Regions from separate parts of the Zea mays genome. Here region 2 is linked to region 1. The links are chromatin contacts, called in public Hi-C maps. All regions are on one chromosome and are shown on one strand. Each heading gives the region's core, a stretch centred on a gene start, on an enhancer-like site or on the middle of the called end of the contact. The rest is flanking DNA. Distances are from core to core; before and after follow the strand shown.

Region 1 (2,923 bases), core at 246-2,745:
GTTTGTGTCTTCAACTACTGTACTATGCATATACGTGTTTGCATTCTGCTGGGTCAATCTCAGGAGAATTATGGACACGCATCAATGCAAAATTGGTAGAGCTCTTTTGAAGTCTCCTATCTCCGGTCTTCTCATCCTATACACATTTATTGCTGTGTGGTTTGTAGGAGGATTGACCTCATTCCACATCTATTTGATTTCTACAAATCAGGTAAGACTATTCTTGAGTAACTGGAGTAACATTTAATTTGCTTTGCAGTTTATTAGCAAGCTAGCAGATTGAAATCTCATGAAAAAAACGTTTTTCAGACTACTTATGAGAACTTCAGATACCGCTATGACCGGAGAACAAATCCTTACAACCTTGGAGTGGGTCAGAATTTCATCGACGTCTTGTTTTCAAGGATACCCAGCTCAAAACACGATTTCAGAGCAAAAGTTAAGGCCGATTCTTCGACCTTCGCGTCATCCCTCAGTATGGGACGGGTTCTAAGCCCACCCAAGACGAGCGTGGACCTTGAGATGGGCATGAAAAGGCAAGCGGTGGCCGCAGAGGACTTTGAAGACTTGCACAGCCAGATCGGCAGTGCTATGGGGCTGGAGAGATGTGGCACCGAGCCGCCGCATTTTGTCGGCCGGAAGGGCTGCTCTGAGATGTCACCTGACATAGAGGCGTTCGCAGAAGAGTTTGGCATGGAAGGTGGGCTCAGTGAGAGGAAAAAGATTGAGCGGCGGACAAATGATGATTCGTAGGAAGTTTCCCACGTCACAAACCACCTCTTCGGCCTTCCTCCAGGCCCCAAACTTGGTAAAAGCTTGCAAAGAAGAAAGTGAAGTAGGACAAAACGGACGGTAGAGTGAATCAGGCATTGGTTAGTTTGTTTTGGGTGTCATTTCTAGCCAAGACTTGAGTTAGAAGTGAAAGATGTTCCTTGACGATATAGAAATGATGAATCCACATCTGGTTTGGACTTCTTAGTCTATGTGATGTATTGGATGTGTGGTGTGGCAGTGTTGCTTCTGATTTTGTTGAAGGTGTAATCTGTTGATTTAACTTGGCTATGCATTCATTTAAGCGATCAAATTTCTGCACTTTTGCGCTAAATCTTTAGATATTGTTCAGATAAGGGTGGATTGAAGGGAATTAAATCATTTGTTACTGAAAATTGAATAGGAAGAGATTTAATCTACATTAACCCCTCTGATTCTCATGCAACTTAGGTAAAATCAATTATTTAGATAATTTTAACAGCTAACTATTAACAATAGTACATTAAAATAGGGTCTTATTTTATCAATAAACAGTATCAATTGTAGGTTTGAACTTTTTTTTTTGGCATAACACTACTTCATTTTCAATTCCTCTTTCATTTTGTGCAAAATGTAGAGGTCTATCGTGTTCTGAAATCTTTGTCATGCTGCGACGCCGTCGTTTGAAAGGCTTCGCTATGGTCTACGAGCCAGCCAGCCAATGCAAGCTCGCCACGACAACGAACAGGTGAGCTCACTCTCAGTCGGTCTCCGCCCACCGCTGCCGCACGCGACGCTGTGCCCAGGAGTGCACCGCACCGCACCTGCCCAGCCGCCCAGGGTTCACGCCCGCGGCCCGCGGCCCGCCGAACCTTCACCGTCCCCCGCCCCGCCTTGCTGAATTCCAAAGTCCAAACCGACGAGCGCAGCGTGGTGACATTGGTGGTCTTCGAAAGTTTTGGGCTGGCTTATTTACTTACGGGACAAGACCCAGCTAGCTCGTAGCCCATTATCTGCTAGTAGCCTGGCAGTTCCGACGCTGCTTGCGGCGGCGCTTGGCAAGGCCGACAAACGGCGACCAGGCAGGCGAGCTCGTCGCCTCGGGGGCAGGGAGGACCGGAGCCCCTCGCCTCGGAGGAAGGGAGGACCTGAGGTAGGCACCTCCTCCCCCTCTCTCTCAACGTCTCGCTGCTAGCGTTCTGTTCGATTCACCAGCTCGTCTGGCCCTCGCTAATCTGCGGGTCGGGGCAGCGAGTGAGCGGCGCCGGATTTGTTGCTTTCTCTGTGAGGCGTGAGCCCGTGCAGTGCCTGCCGTCTGCCGAGCCGCCGGCCGCTGTGAGCAGCTGCGCGTGCGCATGCTCACTTTGTGATAGTTTGATTCCTACGCTGCTCTGTTTCCTGTCGAAAACCAGCCATCCAGAAATGCTGCTTCTTCAACGCCAAGGAACTATCGCAAGATCACTCTGAGTTCCTCAAACATGATGTGCCATTTCTGGATCCCCAGATGGCCAAACTTGTCATGGCTGCTGCTGTGGATACTTGAATTTTTCCCTCAGCTTCACAAATTCCTGACTACGCGGCTACGCCGGTCCATTTGAGTGCCGGCGTGCCGCTCCACCAGTCCACCATAGAGTCACAAACTACTGCTGTTAATTATTGCCAAGCTATAAAAACGCAGAGTTCCTGTGCATTGGACCTGAAGTGTTTGGCCGTGATACGTATTGAAAAATAGCTAACTGTCTGAAAACTCAGCAAGACATGATGTATTGGTCTCTCATGTCGGGTTCCTTTGCAATGTAGGTTTCAGTGTTGGGTGACAGTTCCCCATATCCTCCAAGCGCGTGCTTGCCTGCAGCAACAGATCGCTTGTCAACTCCATTGGCTTTAATGGGTGCACCTTCACAAATATTTGTTGGGAAGTCAAAAGCCTTCTGCATTGCCAAAAGCTCTTTTCCTGAACACAAATATGCCCTTTCAATTTTAATCCCACGACTCTCCCATTGCCATATTCCCCTCCTCCTCTCCCAGTCAATTGTTTCAGGTCTTCTCCTCAAGCTCCCCCTTGTCCACTCTGTCCTCCGATCTCTCTCTTTGGGGCATTTCCCATCTCTATCCCTCGATTTACTCGCCCTGCTACGCCATTCTGGATGTATGACCCTCGATAGCTACTCCC
Region 2 (2,953 bases), core at 72-2,571, 390 kb before region 1:
AACTTTGAAGCAACCTGCAAAGGGTCCATTAAATGAAAGGTAATGCAGATTCTGATAAAGCTAGAGTGCAAGCATGTAAAACTACAATAATGCATTGATAGTGACTCAGTGAACAACATGATCCTGTAAAAGTAATTAGGAAGATCATTATGTACTACAGATTTTATATAGCCATAGAGGGGCATACATTGAGCAAACTTTGCATAGAACCAAAATCAAAAGGATTTGAAAAGCCTGCTGGAGGAAGCCCTTGACGTTCGTCGGAAGACCCTTCGGATTTTGGAGTTTTCTTCTCATCTGCAAAATAAAACGATGCAGACAAAAACACATGTCATGTGGTAATTAACTATGACACCAAAGCAAAATGAAAGCCATTGAAAGAAACTGAACAACAGTTTGGTGCGTTCATAAATAATCCGTAGTTGAGTCAACATGATACCATTGAACTTCTTTAACCTTATTAGAATGGAAGGACACTACCTATATGTTTCAAAAAGATAAGGCAGACCAAAGTAATCCAGTCAAATGCACCAGAAATCTGGTCAAACACACCAGATTCGACACCTGTAAACACTAGAATTCCCCCAGAAACCTAACACATTAGGAATTTAACAGACAAATTGAGTTGAAGAGGCCACTTATATTTCCTACTCCGGCCCACCAGTGGGCAGCCAAACGAATTAGCAAATTCTCATCGATCAATTGCAGAAGCTACAAAACTAATGCCATTGACATCCCTTGCGTGCAGAGGTGGACTTAAGTAGGGCGTGAGGGTACAACTGATCCTCCGATTTTCGGCAGACAGACTGCTAGCGGCAGCAGTAATTCACCTAACAAACACCCTAACACTAAGATCGAGCTCGCGCAAGGTCCGAACCATGGCATGGACAAGCAGATTGGAGTAGCACTGTACCAGACACAGCAAACAAAACCCCAACTGACTGGATGAACTGCAGCAGGTCGATCCACAGAGGAAGATGCGGGCTCGATTCTCCAAGCACAACAAAGATCGGAACAGAGTAGAATACAACACAAGCGAGCGAGAGAGAGCGCGCGCTCACCAGCAGATCCGGGCGGATCCCCACTCGACGCCATCCCGGTTGAGCGACGGGGTACGGCACACGCTACTAGCTGGGAAGAATTCGAGGCGACTTAGCTCTTGCTCCGGTGGAAGCTGGCCTGGAAGGGCGTGCTCCGCCTCGGCGAACGGAGAAAGGTTCGGCCTTGCCCCTCGGCGGCGCTGGTGGGCGGTGGCGTGCGGGAGGGAGTAGGGTCGTAGGGACTAGGGGACGGACGAAACGAAGGCACGAAGCGGTCGTCGGGACTCGGGAGGTGAGCTGGAACACGTAGGTGGGCCGGATCGGGGGCAACTCAGAACGGAGCAACGGGCCGAGGCGCATATGGCATGTTTGCCATATTGCGCCCATTTAGACTGTTTGGTTCAGATTTTTTTTACCGGCTTTTCCGATAATCTAGTTGTGAGAAGAATCTGGCTGTATAGAGAATCTGAGTATCATTAGGATTACGTACGAAGGAAGATAAAGTTATCCATGGAGCTCAGGATCTATAAAATGATGGATTACTACTATTGCGACGACTCAACCAATTATATGTTTATATTGATTTTGAATGATTTTTACTCAAACGAATTTTATAGAAGCTGGCTGAAAAGCTGAGTGTTTGGCAGTCCGCAACAGCTTTTGGTGGCCAGAAGCTGCGAAAAGCCGAAACAAACGGGGGCTTTATCTCGTCCTAATTACTGTCGCGGCTGCAATGCCTACGCCTACCGCCTCGCCTCGCCTAGGGATGGCAACGGGCACATTTTATCCGCGTGCCCGCAGGTAAAAACCCTATAGGGTGCGGGTTTGGGTGTGAGTTTATACCCGTGGGTACGGGTACGGGTTTGATTCTCAACCCGACGGGTTTTTTCTCGTGGGTATGAAAATGTTGTACCCGTGCCTGCAAACCCGCATACCCGCGCGTGTGTGTATATATATATGTATGTATGTATATGTATATATATATATATATATATATATATATATATATATATATATATATATATATATATGTGTGTGTGTATATGTGTATATATGTATGTATATATATGTATGTGTATGTATGTATGTATATATATGTATATATATATATATATATATATATGTATGTATGTATGTATATATGTATGTATATATATAATATGACAACTTGTGGGTATTGTGCCCGCGGGTGTACCCGCGGGTGCCATAAACCCGCGGGTAGTGGGTTTGGGTAACATACGCTACTCGTCGCGGGTAGCGGGTACGGGTTTAACATTAATCTCGCGGGTACGGGTTTGTAATCTCTATACCCGCGGGTTTTAAACCCGTTGCCATCCCTAGCCTCGCCTGCCTCTCTCTAAGGCACTAAGGCATAGTAAACGTGTGTTTAGGGTGTGTTTGGTTTAGCTTTTGGCTTTGACTTTTTCTCCCTATAAGCCAAAAGCCAAACCAAAGGGTTGGATCCAGAAAGCAGCTTTTTCTAAAAGCTGACTTTCTCGCAGTGCAAAACTGAAATCATCTCTTGACCTGTTTTTAGTGGCTTTTGGATGGAACTGTGAAAACATATATCGAAGAACTTTTAACGGCTTTTAGTGGTTTCCACATAACAGTTTTTAGCTTTTTAACAGTTCACAGCCCACAGCAGCTTTTTCCATAGCTCACAGCCCACAACAGCTTTTTTCACAGCCACAACCCAACCAAACATACCCTTAGTTAGCGGGTTGAAATGGGTTGGAACGGGTTCAATCCATAACAATCTGTGTTTGGTTTAAAAGGCTCACGGGTTAGATTGGTTCTGGGTCGAAATACTTCTTGAAAATATGGGTTATAGAAATTTCTTAAAAACAAGCGAACTATTTCGACCCACTTCCTCTCCACCTTGTCGTCACCTATGTCTTATCCACTCTAGACAG

The links. A called contact is a pair of places that touch in the nucleus more often than the background predicts.
Region 2: a contact with region 1 is called in a Hi-C map of tassel, with 5 times the contacts expected there. The contact joins the promoter of LOC100274450 here to the promoter of LOC100275453 in region 1. A contact is called at or near these places in 2 of 25 Hi-C or Micro-C datasets (ear and tassel).

What each region holds. Positions count from the first base shown.
Region 1 is chr4:199,512,765-199,515,687 of Zm-B73-REFERENCE-NAM-5.0, reverse strand. It overlaps LOC100275453, which reads left to right and starts at 1,495. Exons shown (of 7, transcript XR_004857919.1): 1 at 1,495-1,903; 2 at 2,551-2,923. It overlaps LOC100274463 (putative protein S-acyltransferase 7), which reads left to right. Exons shown (of 5, transcript NM_001148822.1): 4 at 1-211; 5 at 310-982. The coding sequence ends at 753.
Region 2 is chr4:199,898,352-199,901,304 of Zm-B73-REFERENCE-NAM-5.0, reverse strand. LOC100274450 reads right to left here and starts at 1,321. Exons shown (of 8, transcript NM_001148809.1): 1 at 1,062-1,321; 2 at 188-297. The coding sequence starts at 1,095.